Linked DNA regions of Mus musculus: regions 2 and 3 are each linked to region 1. A link is a contact called in public HiChIP or PLAC-seq and promoter capture Hi-C data. All regions are on one chromosome and are shown on one strand. Each heading gives the region's core, a stretch centred on a gene start, on an enhancer-like site or on the middle of the called end of the contact. The rest is flanking DNA. Distances are from core to core; before and after follow the strand shown.

Region 1 (4,331 bases), core at 1,153-3,652:
AGCCACGCCTGCTAATAGGTCCGAGAGGGCTAGGTTGCCTATGAAATAGTACATGGGCCGGTGGAACTTCTTGGTTTTCCAAATAGTTAGCAAGACAAATATATTCTCTAGGATGATGAAGCAGCAGATGAGAATGAACACCACTGAAGTCAGTTTAATGCCATGGTCCTTCTCCGCCCCGATGTTCAACTTGCCTGTGTAGTTGTAATGCCGGACTATGATATCATAGTTCCCATAGTCAGAGACTGAGCTGCGGAGAGCTTTAACCTCCGGGATGCTAGTGGACACCATAGCTGCTAATTGTGTCCCCAGGAGCCTGGGGTGGTATTTCTCCAGGCAAACGCTAGAGGGCGAGGTTGAGTGAGCCTTCAGTTACAGCAAAGCCAGGTCAGCGAGCAATCCAATGCTTTTTTCTTTTATGGAGCTTTTCCTTGGCTGGAGAGGCCTCCGAGAAACAGCAGCCTTAAACAAGTTACAAAGAAAAGAATCAGGGAAAATGCCCAGCACACTAGCATAATTCATTCTAGCCAAGGCATTGCTCCAACTTTGTTGATGATTTGTTTTAAGGATACAGGACACAGGGAGGATTTTTTTTAACTCAAATGGTCATTTCTATTAACAAAACAAAAATAAACAAACAAAAGAGAAATGAAGTTAGAAAGAGAGGTAGAAAAAACAATTTACCCAGACTCTGAGGAGACAAAACCTTCCCTTGGGTCACTAAATCCACCAAGATGGAAATGAGAGCCACCCATTCTAGTTTTCGAGCCCACGCCATTTCCACTGGCATTGCCACGTTCAGTGTCCAGCCCTGAGATTCCTTCAAGCGAAAATCGACTGCTTGCTCACAGAAGGCACCAACTGCCCATTCTGGGTGCAGGGCAGACATGCATACCCCAACACACACACACACACACACACACACACACACCTCGAAGAGACCAGCCCACCTTCTCATTACCATGCCAAAAAAAAAGTAGCTTTGTAGGAGGTCATTTGACAAGTAAGCCGTTTTCTGGGCTCTATTAATAACTCCCTAGGAGCAGGTGTGCTGAGGGTCCGATGGTCAGAGGGTAAAGCGAGGTGTGGTGTGGGCCGCCAGGCCTTGAAGTAAACAGGAAAGCTTGGCGCCTCCGTGAAGCAACTGCCTATTCTTCTTTTTAAAACTTCTGTCTTTACTCCTCCGCCTCACCCAACCGCCCCACAAGTTCATTTATTACGTTTAAAGGTATTCACGGAGAACCCCTCCTAAGAGATTGCAGCAAATCCTAGACGTTTCTCCATGAACTGATTGCTTAAGAAAGTTTTAACTTTAGCCAACGCTTACTTGCACACACACACACACGAAAGTCACCCTGCTAGCGATAACGAAGCACGCCACTTTGTTTTAACTTCAGGTACATTAATTTCCAGAAACACATACTGCTAAGTTTGCATGGGCACTTTTAACTTCCTCCGCTCCCCACACCCCCAACATTGCCTCCTCTCAACAGAACTAGCAATCCCTAAAGGGCACACAGCACTACTTAAGTTGGACACACAGCACTAAATAAGTACTCTAAAGTCTGCACAGTAATTGATCAACTCTATAACAAATGAGGGGGGAGGGGACCCTAGAGACATTGTAGTCATTTCTGTGACAAAAGCTTACGAAACTCAACATTTCTCCACTCTTATCGCTACAGTCCATTCTCAGGCAATGGAAATTATTGGCGTGGTGCCTGATAATTTTGTCTACAGGATTTCAAAAAAAAAAAAATAATAATAATAAGCGTCTTCCCTTTTCTCCGTTCTAATGAATCACAGCTTCTCTAGCATGCCCTCCCCCAGTCGTTTCTATAATTTGGAAATTAATCTTTTTTTTTTTCTAACTTCATAAACTCCGTGCCCCAAGAAGAAGTCAGTCAAGAAGGACTCCATAGCATCTTGGTGATGCCCGGGTTCGTTTTGCTTTGTTTTTTCTCAAAGTTTTTGTTTGTTTCGTTTGTGTTTAAAGGTTCGTTCTTGACACCTGGACGCCCCATAGCCGGAGCCTGCGAGGCTCACAACCCCCTACCTCGCTCAAGCCGGACGAAGCTGCGTCCGCAGGACTCTGGGTCTACACCGCGCGATCCGCATCTTGCTGCTGTCGGCGACTGACGGCGACCAGCTCACTCGCAAAGTTCCCTGAGCTGGGGTCCCCTCCCTCCTCAGCGGTGCACTCCAATGGCCAGCCCTGCCTGCGCTGCCCGCACCACTTTTGCAAGACGAAGTCTCTGAGCGCCCCGCCGAGGCTGGGTGGCTCCTCTAGGAAGGGACTGGGAGGGGTTAATGCTTTTAACTCCTCCGCCCTCTGCCAGCGGCAGGGGGCCCCTCAGGGTCTGGGCTGCTAAGAAGCAGCCTCCCAGAAAGATCTGGGGCAGAGTGACTAAAATAAAACCAAATGAATAGGAGCCCCTCCGCCCCAACCAGCAGAGAGAAGGGAAGAGAAGGGGCGGAGCCTGGCAGCTCCTAAATTCTAATTCACACAGCTTCCCGCAGTCCCCAGCGCGGGACGGACTCTGAAACTAGGCATGGGGATCCCTGGGAAAACTTTTCTTCGTTAAAAATCTTAGAGGACAGAGGACAAGCCTGCACTTGGTAGAGGAGCTTTCTGGTCCCAGACCCCACAGCCCTGAGGATCCGTGTAGCCCGAGTGGTCCGGTGCCCTGGGGGCCACTTCCACGCGGTCAGGGGAAACCCGAGCCACTGCCCGGAGAGCCGCAGCCACGCCGCAGAGAGGGGATCCTGAGAAGGTCGGAGGAGAGCAGCCCCGAAGTACTGAAAAGCTTCTGTCCTCCACCTCCTCTTCCTCCACCCCCTCCACTCCGATCCTGGTGAAGCCTTGAAACTTGCGGTCTGGTGGGCAGAAAGTGGCTTTCCCCGGGTGCACGGTGAAGTGGGCCAGTGCTGTGCTTGATGTTGGACCGGGGGTTCCCCTCTCTCAGCTGACCGCAAAGCCAGGCGGTGTGCCCCAGATTCTGGGAAGCTCAGAGGCCTTTGAGGAGGTGGGCTGCTGCCCTGGCCTCAGAGATTTAAACAATCCAGCAGCAGTTCAGGAATGTCCACAGGGGAAAGAGGTTGCCTGTCCTTTCACTGGCCAGTGCCTACAGCCCCCTGCCTAAAGCTGGACCCCTCTTCTCTCCCTGTCTACGTAGAGATAACTAAGAGATCCCCAAATCTAAGGAATTGCACCTTGTCCACATTTTTCTACTGTTAGATAATGCTAGATTGAGGCTGAAGAGGCCTTGGTCAGATTTGTCTGAGTAGCAGATGGAGGCCTTTATGCCTTGTCTGTCTGTCCTTCTGTTAAAAAGTGGTTCCACCCAAGTCCCCTGTTCTCACTGCCTTCCCACCCTGAGCAGATGTGATCACAAAACTTCCTCTGCTGTGCAGTTTCAATTAACAGACACACCCTGTACCTGAATGACTCAAGAGAGACAGAAGAAACAAACAACAGACCCCTACCTTCTGGGATTTTATGAGCTTGCAAAAAAAAAAAAAAAGTAGCTGTTAATTCATATTTGCCTAGAAGCACTCATTGACAGTTTCCTACCTTACCTACCCACAAACTACAGATCTTGCAAAACAATATGGAAACCAAGATAACAGCCGTCCAGTCTCCTCCAGAAAAGACAGAGTTTGAGACTGGTTTCATTTGAAAGAGGAGATAACTTCTGTCTATCGCAGTGCTGCAGAGGCAAGGAGTTAGCTTCCCCTTCTCCCACTAACAATTTATGAGGTCTTTAAAGGGGAACTGTGCACTTTGTTGTCCCAAGATGTGATGGCCACTGTCCCATGAAGCAATGGAGTAGCATGGGCCGTTCTACCCATGAGCAATCCCTCAGCCCTGAGAGACCTGTAGATTGTCCAGGTAGTATGTGGCAGAGATGGGTCACCAAATTTAAGTTGTCTTGCCTGTCTGCTCAAATGCTGTCAATCAGCTTAGAACTTCACATTCCTTTCCTGAACAGAGGAGACTTCTGCACTTGGACTCCTTACATTTGTACTTCTGATTGTACTTGTCTTTACATGTGCATAAAACTATTACTAATGTATACAGTGTGTTCTTTTGTGGGAGGAGAGTGAAGCTCTCAAGCTTGGGTTATTCCACTTAGCTATGCATCCATATCATTGATATACACAAATAGCCAGGCACAATGGTGCATGTCTGTAATCTAGGAATTTGTAGAGGCAGGAAGATCAGAAGTTCAAGGTTATCCTCAGCTATATAGTGAATTGGAGACCACCTTGAGATACTTGAGACTGTATATCTCTCTCACACACACACAGCAAAGGCTTGGGTATATTGC
Region 2 (4,331 bases), core at 1,004-3,503, 410 kb after region 1:
CCTGGTATTTATATAACAGGACCTTCCAAGGAGCTCAGAAGGCTGCCTAGACATAAACTATGCATGCAGAGCCAGCATAATTGAAAGCAGCCGTCCAGGCTCAGCTGCTTGGGAAGCCCAGCTTCAGGAGGGGCTTGCTGAAATTTCAATTAAGGTTCATTGGCAAAGTTGGGCTGGAGCACAGTAGGAAGGTACCAAGGTGATTAAAAGATGAATCAAACAAGATGCTCATGAAGAAATGCCTTATGGGAGTCTCATTTCTTTCTTTCTTTCTTTCTTTCTTTCTTTCTTTCTTTCTTTCTTTCTCTCTCTCTCTCTCTCTCTCTCTCTCTCTCTCTCTCTCTCTCTCTCTCTCTCTCTCTCTCTCTCTCTCTCTCTCTCTCTTTCTTCTTTTTGGAAAGCAACACCATCAGTAACCAAAGAAAAATGATTCCTATAGGGCCCATTTCCCCCCACCTCTCCTTGGTAGTTTCATTTGCCGATTTGAGGATGATAGTAGGATGCATTTTGGGTAGGCTAGGGTAATATGGGTACCTGCACATATGCCTGAGACAGATCTAACTTATTAAACAAAAACTCTCTGAGATATAAAAGCAAAGCTCTCTGGCAGCAACAACAAAACCTCCCAAATTTATCTGCATCAAATGACTGAAATGTTAATAGATGTTTTAATTATGTCTATGCAGAAGGTTTGCATACTCTCAGAGTTCCCGAGCCTACAAGCAGATCCCAGAAAGAAGGAACTCATCAATCCTTTGGATACATTAATACATGAACGTGTAGAAATACCCCCAAATGGAAGATTAGAGGGGAAAAAACTAACTAATAGAACCAGGGGGAGGTTCACACTGCGCTAAGAACTGGAGCCAAGAAGGTGTGAGTCTCTTTTACATGGGCACCATTTTTTTGGCAAACAAGGACACAGGGGTTAAAATTTAGTTTCCTGTTCTTAACTAGCTTCTTCTTTCTCTGGCTTTATTGAAATTGTGCATTTGCTAGCTAAAAATCTAGATACTCTTTAAAAGTCTCTGTTTAATATATCGTTAATTTTTTTTCAAACAAAATCAAGAGAAAGCAAAAGCTCCTTCCTTCACTTACAGTAGATGTCCACGTGGATACTTCGTTCCAGCTTCCCAGAGCCACATGTTGCTGTGCACAGGTAAGAGTGTTCATTCTCAAAACTGACAGGCTCCATGGTCAGAACGGACTTGGACCCCTCCGTCCTCACCTTCGCGTTTAGTGGGCTGTCTATCTGGGTTCTCCATGAGAACAATGGTGACTCGCAGCCCGTAGTGCTGCAAGTGAGGGCCATGGAGTCACCGATTTGAGCAATCGTTTTGTATTCAGGGGAGATCTCGATTTTAAAAGCTTGAGCTGAAAAGAGAGAGAGAGAGAGAGAGAGAGAGAGAGAGAGAGAGAGAGAGAGAGAGAACAAGTTTACCATGGTCTGCCCCATACTGTGTCCTTTTTCTCTTGCGCAGCAATACAGTGTCCAAAGCACAGCTGGGATGATCTACTTTTTAAACTGTCTCAGACTAATAGCACAAGACAGACCCAAAGCCCTGAAGTTGCTCTTGAGGAAGGTGCTGGAATCGTCACCGCGAAGAAGAATGCTCAGTTCTGACTTTGAAGCCCATTGCACAAAGTTTTTTTTTTTTTTTTTTTTTTTTTTTTTGTCACTTTCTAAGCTTGATTTCATTGTCGAATACAGGAAACTAAAGAGATAGACCCACTACCGATATAATCCAAATTACTCATTTGACAGTGGAAAGAAAATCCGTCCCCAGCTCTGTCAGAATACTGGCTCTTATAGCAAAGCTCTGTAGTACACCAGAAGCTGTAGATGTGTGAAATAGGTCAGGAACTTACAGACTGCAAACAGTATCCAAAGTACCGTTGAGGCTCCCAAGACCGCGACCATCTTCACAGGCATTTCAAGTCTCTGCTTCAAAGCCTTCTTTGTGCCCCACGTGAAAAGTGTCTGGGAAAAGTGTTCAGCCTCCAAAGCCAGCCGGGCTGGTGTGAGTGAAATAGAAAGTCTGCTCTTTATAAAGGGTCTTGCTAGAGAGGCGGAGGGAAATCCCTTCAAGGGGAAACCCAGAGCCAGGGAAAAAGTTTAACTGACAGCCAGCCAAGTCCCCACGTTAACCCCTTCAGCTGCTTTCTGGGCTGAAGTCATTCTGAGTCCTGGGAAACACGACACTTCCAAGTATATAAATCTCTGGCTTTTCCTGACCTTCAGCTCCGAAAGGGCTATCTCTCCTGAAAAGATGATTGCAAAATGAAACTGCCAACAGTGTGTGTGTGTGTGTGTGTGTGTGTGTGTGTGTGTGTGTGACAGCAAAGACAGAGATCACTCAGTAAATAACCACTGACTTTTCTTCATTAAGAAATGCATTTGCAATTTAAAAAATAAAAATTGTTCTCTTTCAACAAAAAAAGGAAAATATCCTTTATTTGTTTTTATTGACCCATTATCATGAGTCACTCTTTTAGAATGTGAGTCAGTAGTTCTTATTTTTATACTCTTTTATTCATAAGTGAATTTTTGACAAAAAAAAAACCTCCCTGAAATAACTTTCTGAAGTAGTAAATGAAAGGACGTTGATGCAGAATGAAGGGAATTATCTTTTCTTTTGTTTGACAATGCCCCAGCCCTTTGACCCATTGCTGGATGACAGGAAGTCTTTTGCAGACTTGAACGCTAAAAAATGGGATCTGTCTGCTAAATTTTTGTGGTGGATTTCTTTGGCTGCATTATTTAGCCACAAGTCCAATTGAATATGTAAACAGATTAGCTTTAGGAGATGAATTGACAACCATTTTTTTATTATTATTTTCTACTCCCAGTGAAATGACTTTTTGAAAGACTCAATTAAGTGTCTTAAATGCCTCTGTAGGTCTTACACATGCATAGCCCATGTCCTTGCAAAATGCTTGCCCATCAGAAAGAAACCGGAATAGCCACTTCCTTGTATTATACACATGTGGGTTTACCTCCCACATGGCATTATCAGTTCCCTGCATGGCCAGGACTAGTTCTTATTCATAGTTGTTTCTATTCCATATATATATATATATATATATATATATATATATATATATATATATATATAATGGTTTTATATATAACGACTATAAAACCTGCAGCATCTTCTAGATGTTTAAAATCTAGAAGAGAAACGTTCAAAATACTGAATGTAGTTCATAAGTGCCACGTGAGAGAAAAAAATAATTCCACAAGAAAGGTATAGTTCCCAGACATCTGGGCACATGTAAAATTAACAGTATCATGTCATTGGACAAAGGCTATCAGTGAGACCCACAGTCGCCAACTGCTCCAACCTGGCAGGAGAGACTTCTGAATTCCCTCTTGAGAATACATGTGGCTCCCACTGAGAGGCAAGTATAAAAGGGAAGTTGAGGGATATATTTTAGGGCTATGACGACATATCCAGGGATCGATGACATTAGCTGCCATGTCATCTAGAGGACCTCAACAATGTCATGTCATAAAAGGAGAGTATAGACTACCCCCTACTGATTCTCACCTTCTCCATAGATCAAAGGCATGTAAGAAAATGTTAATCCATGTCTTTGACACTTAAAAATAAATAACTACTTGGATCATGCAGACTCATCTTATTTGGTATCAGTTCTCACCCAAGTGAGTGGAGAAATAATTCCTATCAGGAAAGGAGAATAGTACATACAACAGAGGAAGTGAAAAAAAAAACTATTTGGTGGATTCCACAAGGTCAAATCCTTCCTCGTTTAAGAACCACTACTCTAACATATAGCTAAAGAACTCTCCGTGGCTATGTAGATCTTTTATAGCAGCTTCATTAGAGACCCAAGAGCCTGAAGTTTGAAGTTGGATCAGTTGTTTTTGAAGCAAATACTGAGGACCAAGATTAAGCCAGTCCTAATTCTGCAGTCCTTATATGGTTAATCATCATGATTTTCCTATGGCCGTTCCTTCACCAAACATCACGTCTGTGTCTCAGATGTAAAATACAAAAAGTAAAGGGAAAGGACTCAAAGGCATGGAGCCTGCCTTCTTTGAAGGAGCTTCCCAAGAAGTTGGGGGGGGGTGTGGGGGCTTTCACTGATGTCTCACTGAAAAGGCCAATGCCCCATGTCAATCAAGATTCTGTCGGTAAAGCAGGGCAGAAATGGATGCCAAGTTAGGCAGGCAATTAGCATTCTACCTGTTTCTAATTCAGTGGAACTCACAGAGTGTTTTTTTTTTGGGGGGGGGGGACTGCTGTATAGGCACTGTGGCGCTCTAGCAATACGGAAACACTGGCAAGGACAACATTTTGAGAATG
Region 3 (4,331 bases), core at 735-3,234, 310 kb after region 1:
AAACATTTTATTGGGATCTTGCCTACAATTTCAGAGGGTTAGTTCTCATGGTGTGGGGAGCATGACTGCAGGTGGGCAGGGGTGGTGCTGGAGAAGTAGCTGAGAACTTTACACTCTGATGTCTGTAGATACCAGGCAGACAGAATCATAGATGGGGGTGAGAGAGTGGGGTGAGAGAGGGAAAAGAGGAAAAGAGGGGGAAGCTGGTAGGGGGCTTTTGAAGCTTCAGTGCCCATTCCCATTGACACACTCCTCCAACAAGGCCACACAGCTCCTATCGTCCCAAACAGTTCATCAACTGGGAACAAAGCATGCAAATATAGTGCCTAAAGGGGCTATTTTCATTCAAATTACCATGATCCCCTACTTCAACGATCATGTGAATCCTGGCAGAACAGCACAGCCTACAGTCTGGAGCAGCTTGGCATATATATAGGCATGGATTCTCTGGATATGAAACCTAGTGCTATTATTCAAATTGTTTAATAGCTCCAGAAAAGTTATCGAATCCTCATAAGTTATCTAAACTATCAAATGAGAAGAAGATGGAGGAAGACAAAGGGGGAGGAGAAAGGGGGGGAAAGGAGGAGGAGGAAGAGGAAAGGAGTGCCTGTGGTTACTACCTGCACAATATCAAGCCAGACAGCATTCTTATAATGAGTGGGAGGGGCCAGTGACTTCCCAGCCCTGAAAGCTATTGATAGTTGATGCATCAGGGTGAGAGGGACATGTTTTTCATTTTCTTTGGAAGGGTTTGGCCCCTGGAGGTGAACTATACTCAAGGAGTAGACCCAAACTTGGGCACATATGGTCAGCACAAATCGGACTCTGTGGATTATAGTGGGACTTTCTGGACTCACCAGTGATGTGAATAATAACACAGAGACTTACTAATTTTTATTATTCCTTAGGCCTTAGGTTAAACTACCTCTCAGCTAGCTGGGCTGACTTAATCTTATTATCTTAGCTTACAACCCGTCACATGGCTAGTTCTTTAACTCTCTCTCAGCCCTGGTACATCTGACCACCTTGGTGTCCTACTAGCAAATGTCCTTGAGCCTGGTCTTCTCCATGAGACTCTCTCTCACCCCAGAAGTCCCACCTTCTCTTTCCTGACTAACAATAGCTCATCAGCTCTTTATTAAGCCATGCACCAAGTGAGGAAGGTGAATGTTCACAAAACACTGAGGCAGGTGATCCCTCAGCAGTACCAAATCCCCCCCAGTCCTCAGCTCTCTGCACTATAGCAATAGGCAATGGAATAATACAAAGACAACCTTCACACAATGGGCAAAAAGGTTACCCCAACAGTGGGTTCTTCTTAAAAAACAAAAGGATGACCTGAAGTGATGTGGGAAATGGTGGTGGATCTGGGAGGAGCTACGGGGAGGAGTGGGAAATGCATATGATCAAAATACATTGTATGACCTTCTTAAAGAATTGACAAACATATATTTTTAAGAGAATGTAAGACCACATTTTTTTAATATTTGTCAGGCCAAATCACTTTACAAATGAATGTAAATCCCTGACAAGAGTGGTCAGTGACTTAACTGAAACATAATGACTGTATTTTATTGCCGTCTCTACTCCAGGGGTTGCCACATCTGCAAACTTCCGGGAAGAGTCATGGGGATTCGAGTGCTCCGGTTCTCCCTGGTGGTCATCCTTGTGTTGCTGCTGGTAGCGGGGGCTTTGACCAACTTACTCCCCAACATCAAAGAAGACAAGATGCTCACTCTGCGTAGGGAGATCAAATCCCCGAGCAAGTCGGCCCTGGATTCATTCACCCTCATCATGCAGACATACAACAGAACAGACCTCTTACTAAGACTCTTAAATCATTACCAGGCAGTACCGAGTCTGCACAAGGTGATCGTGGTGTGGAACAATGTGGGAGAGAAGGGCCCAGAGGAGTTGTGGAATTCTCTAGGGCCTCACCCGATCCCTGTCATCTTCAAACCACAAACAGCAAACAAAATGAGAAACCGACTCCAGGTCTTCCCTGAAGTGGAGACCAACGGTGAGTCAAAGCTGGATCTGACAGGGTCTGACAGGGCTCCGGTGGGTGTGTGGGCGGACTTCCGGCTCTCAGGGAGGTTGTTAGAAAGGCACTTTAAAACGCTTAAGCCATTTCCAGATTTCCAACAGGCAGCTCGCGTGGCGTGTGTGTGTGTGTGTGTGTGTGTGTGTGTGTGTGTGTGTGTGTGTGTGTGTTGGGGGGGTTACTATTGCTGTGATGAAACACCATGACCAAATGCAATGGTTTATTTGGCTAACGTTTCCACATCACTGTTCATCATTGAAGGAGTCAGCACAGGAGTCTGAAGGCAAGGGCTGAAGCAGAGGCTATGGAGGGGGGTATTGCTTATAGGCTTGCTCAGCTTGTTTTTTTATAGAACTCAGGGCTACCAGTCCAGGGAGTAGCCCCACCCACAGTGGGCTGGGCCCTCCCCTGTCAATCACTAGTTAAGACAATGCCCTCCAGGCTGGCTTCCATCCTGGTTTATAGAGGCATTTTCTCAATTAAGGCTCCCTACTCTCAACTCAAGTTGACGTAAAGCCAGCACAGTGACATTTACCTTAACGTTATGTGTGACATTCTTTCCTTCCCCTGTTCAACAGTTTCTCCGGCGTGTGATTTTTTTTTTTTTTAAGTATGTTGGCTTTGTTACGTGTTCATTAGTTTCTGAGTGGATGTGTTATAATTGCATGGTGGTATTTTTCCTTCAGGCAGATTTTGTTTTCCCCTGTTGGAGACAAATCTCTTTAAGAATATGTTTTTGATCCCGTAATTGGGTTAGAAAGTGGTCAGCTTGAGTGGTCTGTATAGACACAACCACAACGGTATCTTCCTGAGTTTTGCATTCATTTCCACACAGTTCAGTGTCTCTTTTTTCCTTTCCATCGCAGCGGTGTTGATGGTAGACGATGACACACTCATTAGTGCCCAGGACCTTGTTTTCGCTTTCTCAATTTGGCAGGTAATGTTGCTTTTTTTTTTTTTTTTTTTTTTTATGACACCATATGGGTAAAGTTTTATCTATGTGATACCTAGCCTGGGCAGCTTAGCTTTTTAATGGAGGCTACTAAGACAGTACAGTATCTAAAACCATAGCCCAATAAAACCATAGTCGTCATAGCCCAATGGAGATTTTCAGAGCTTACTTAAGATAGCATGAAACTTAACATCTTAACATCTTGGCTTAACATCTTCTTGAAATGGGAAATAAAAATGGAATTAGCTTCCCAAGAACAATGAAAGGATCTGGTGCAGCCAAGACTACAATGCAGCAAAGTTTTCCCTAGACCATCTTGTCTCAGCTGGCAAATGTATCTGTGTACTAACGATGTGAGAAGCTTGTTCTACAAGAAACCATGTATCGCCTCAACAAAATCGCATACGAGTTGAGCCCGTGTCGAGAAATCCTGAGGTCCTAATTCTGTGTGTACCGTTGTGGCGGCAGGTGTTTGTTTTGGCTTGGTTGTCCCTAAGTGCCAGCTTGAGTGAGCCGGCATAAGTGGCCTGCTGGCTCTCCCACTGAGCATATACTAATAATAGTTGGGCTTCGCAAGCTATGTTGCAGATTGCCTGAGTCCAGAACTGTGTGCAGATCTTCTTGATTAAATATTGTGCTATCCTAGTTGATTATATTTGCAGTAAGTCCTCCCTAAGGCCACATAGCACCATGGGACTCGAAGGGCAGGTGGTGACAGCACTGTGTCCATGCCAGCCTTCTAAAAGCTGCTGCTTTTAATTTCATGCCTAACATATTGATCAATGAATTGTACTTTTTTCTGTGCTAACAGGTTTTTTTCCTGCCCCCAAAACGACATCTTTTTAGGCAAAACGTTCTTTTATTGTTGTTGTTGTTAATTACTTTTTTATTAGATATTTTCTTCATTTACATTTCAAATGCTATCCTGAAAGCCCCCTATACCCTCCCCCCTTCCTGCTCCCCTACCCACCCACTCCCACTTCTTGGCCCTGGCGTTCCCCTGTACTGGGGCATATAAAGTTTGCAAGACCAAGGGGCCTCTCTTCCCAAAGATGGCTGGCTAGGCCATCTTCAGGCAAAACGTTCTTAATAGTGCTTCATCTACGAGGCTTCCACTTAAAGGTTAAAAAACAAAAAAACAAAAAAAAAAAAAAAAACAGCCTGTCATAAATATAAAGATAGCATCAGGTACAGTACGAAGAATGTGATTGGTTAGAACAGCTTGAACAGAATAAAGAAATACAAATGGTGTTTTAAGTTTTATTCATAAAGTATCAAGAGTGATTTCTATCCATTGACGAGGAGTATGTGGCTGTGGATGAGCCTGGTCAG

Evidence for each region. Promoter capture Hi-C pulls out the DNA fragments that hold promoters and counts their contacts. HiChIP or PLAC-seq counts read pairs in DNA pulled down with a chosen protein or histone mark.
Region 2: a promoter capture Hi-C map of stem cell-derived epiblast-like cells shows a contact between it and region 1, with 7 times the contacts expected there. The contact joins the promoter of Vcam1 here to the promoter of S1pr1 in region 1. A contact is called at or near these places in 9 of 39 promoter capture datasets (cranial neural crest, embryonic stem cells, frontonasal cranial neural crest and 5 more) and 1 of 115 datasets of contacts at active chromatin or transcription factors (astrocytes).
Region 3: a contact with region 1 is called in a CTCF HiChIP or PLAC-seq map of the NIH/3T3 cell line, with 5 read pairs. The contact joins the enhancer-like site here to the promoter of S1pr1 in region 1. A contact is called at or near these places in 1 of 39 promoter capture datasets (neural stem cells), 1 of 15 datasets of contacts at CTCF or cohesin (the NIH/3T3 cell line), 1 of 484 Hi-C or Micro-C datasets (embryonic stem cells), 1 of 115 datasets of contacts at active chromatin or transcription factors (stem cell-derived neural progenitor cells) and 2 of 9 other capture datasets (adipose tissue and liver).

What each region holds. Positions count from the first base shown.
Region 1 is chr3:115,712,653-115,716,983 of GRCm38.p6, forward strand. It overlaps S1pr1 (sphingosine-1-phosphate receptor 1), which reads right to left and starts at 2,403. Exons shown (of 2, transcript NM_007901.5): 1 at 2,057-2,403; 2 at 1-462. The coding sequence starts at 291.
Region 2 is chr3:116,127,435-116,131,765 of GRCm38.p6, forward strand. It overlaps Vcam1 (vascular cell adhesion molecule 1), which reads right to left and starts at 2,254. Exons shown (of 9, transcript NM_011693.3): 1 at 1,870-2,254; 2 at 1,099-1,374. The coding sequence starts at 1,933.
Region 3 is chr3:116,022,412-116,026,742 of GRCm38.p6, forward strand. It overlaps Extl2 (exostosin-like glycosyltransferase 2), which reads left to right. Exons shown (of 5, transcript NM_001163514.1): 3 at 1,596-2,023; 4 at 2,914-2,984. Among named protein-coding and RNA genes, the nearest start is that of Extl2, 16 kb to the left of the region's middle. Within about 2 kb of position 1,985, at least 35 of the 459 cell types and tissues checked have an H3K27ac peak or open chromatin away from gene starts, as enhancers often do. A contact at or near this core is called in the NIH/3T3 cell line, where this site is marked.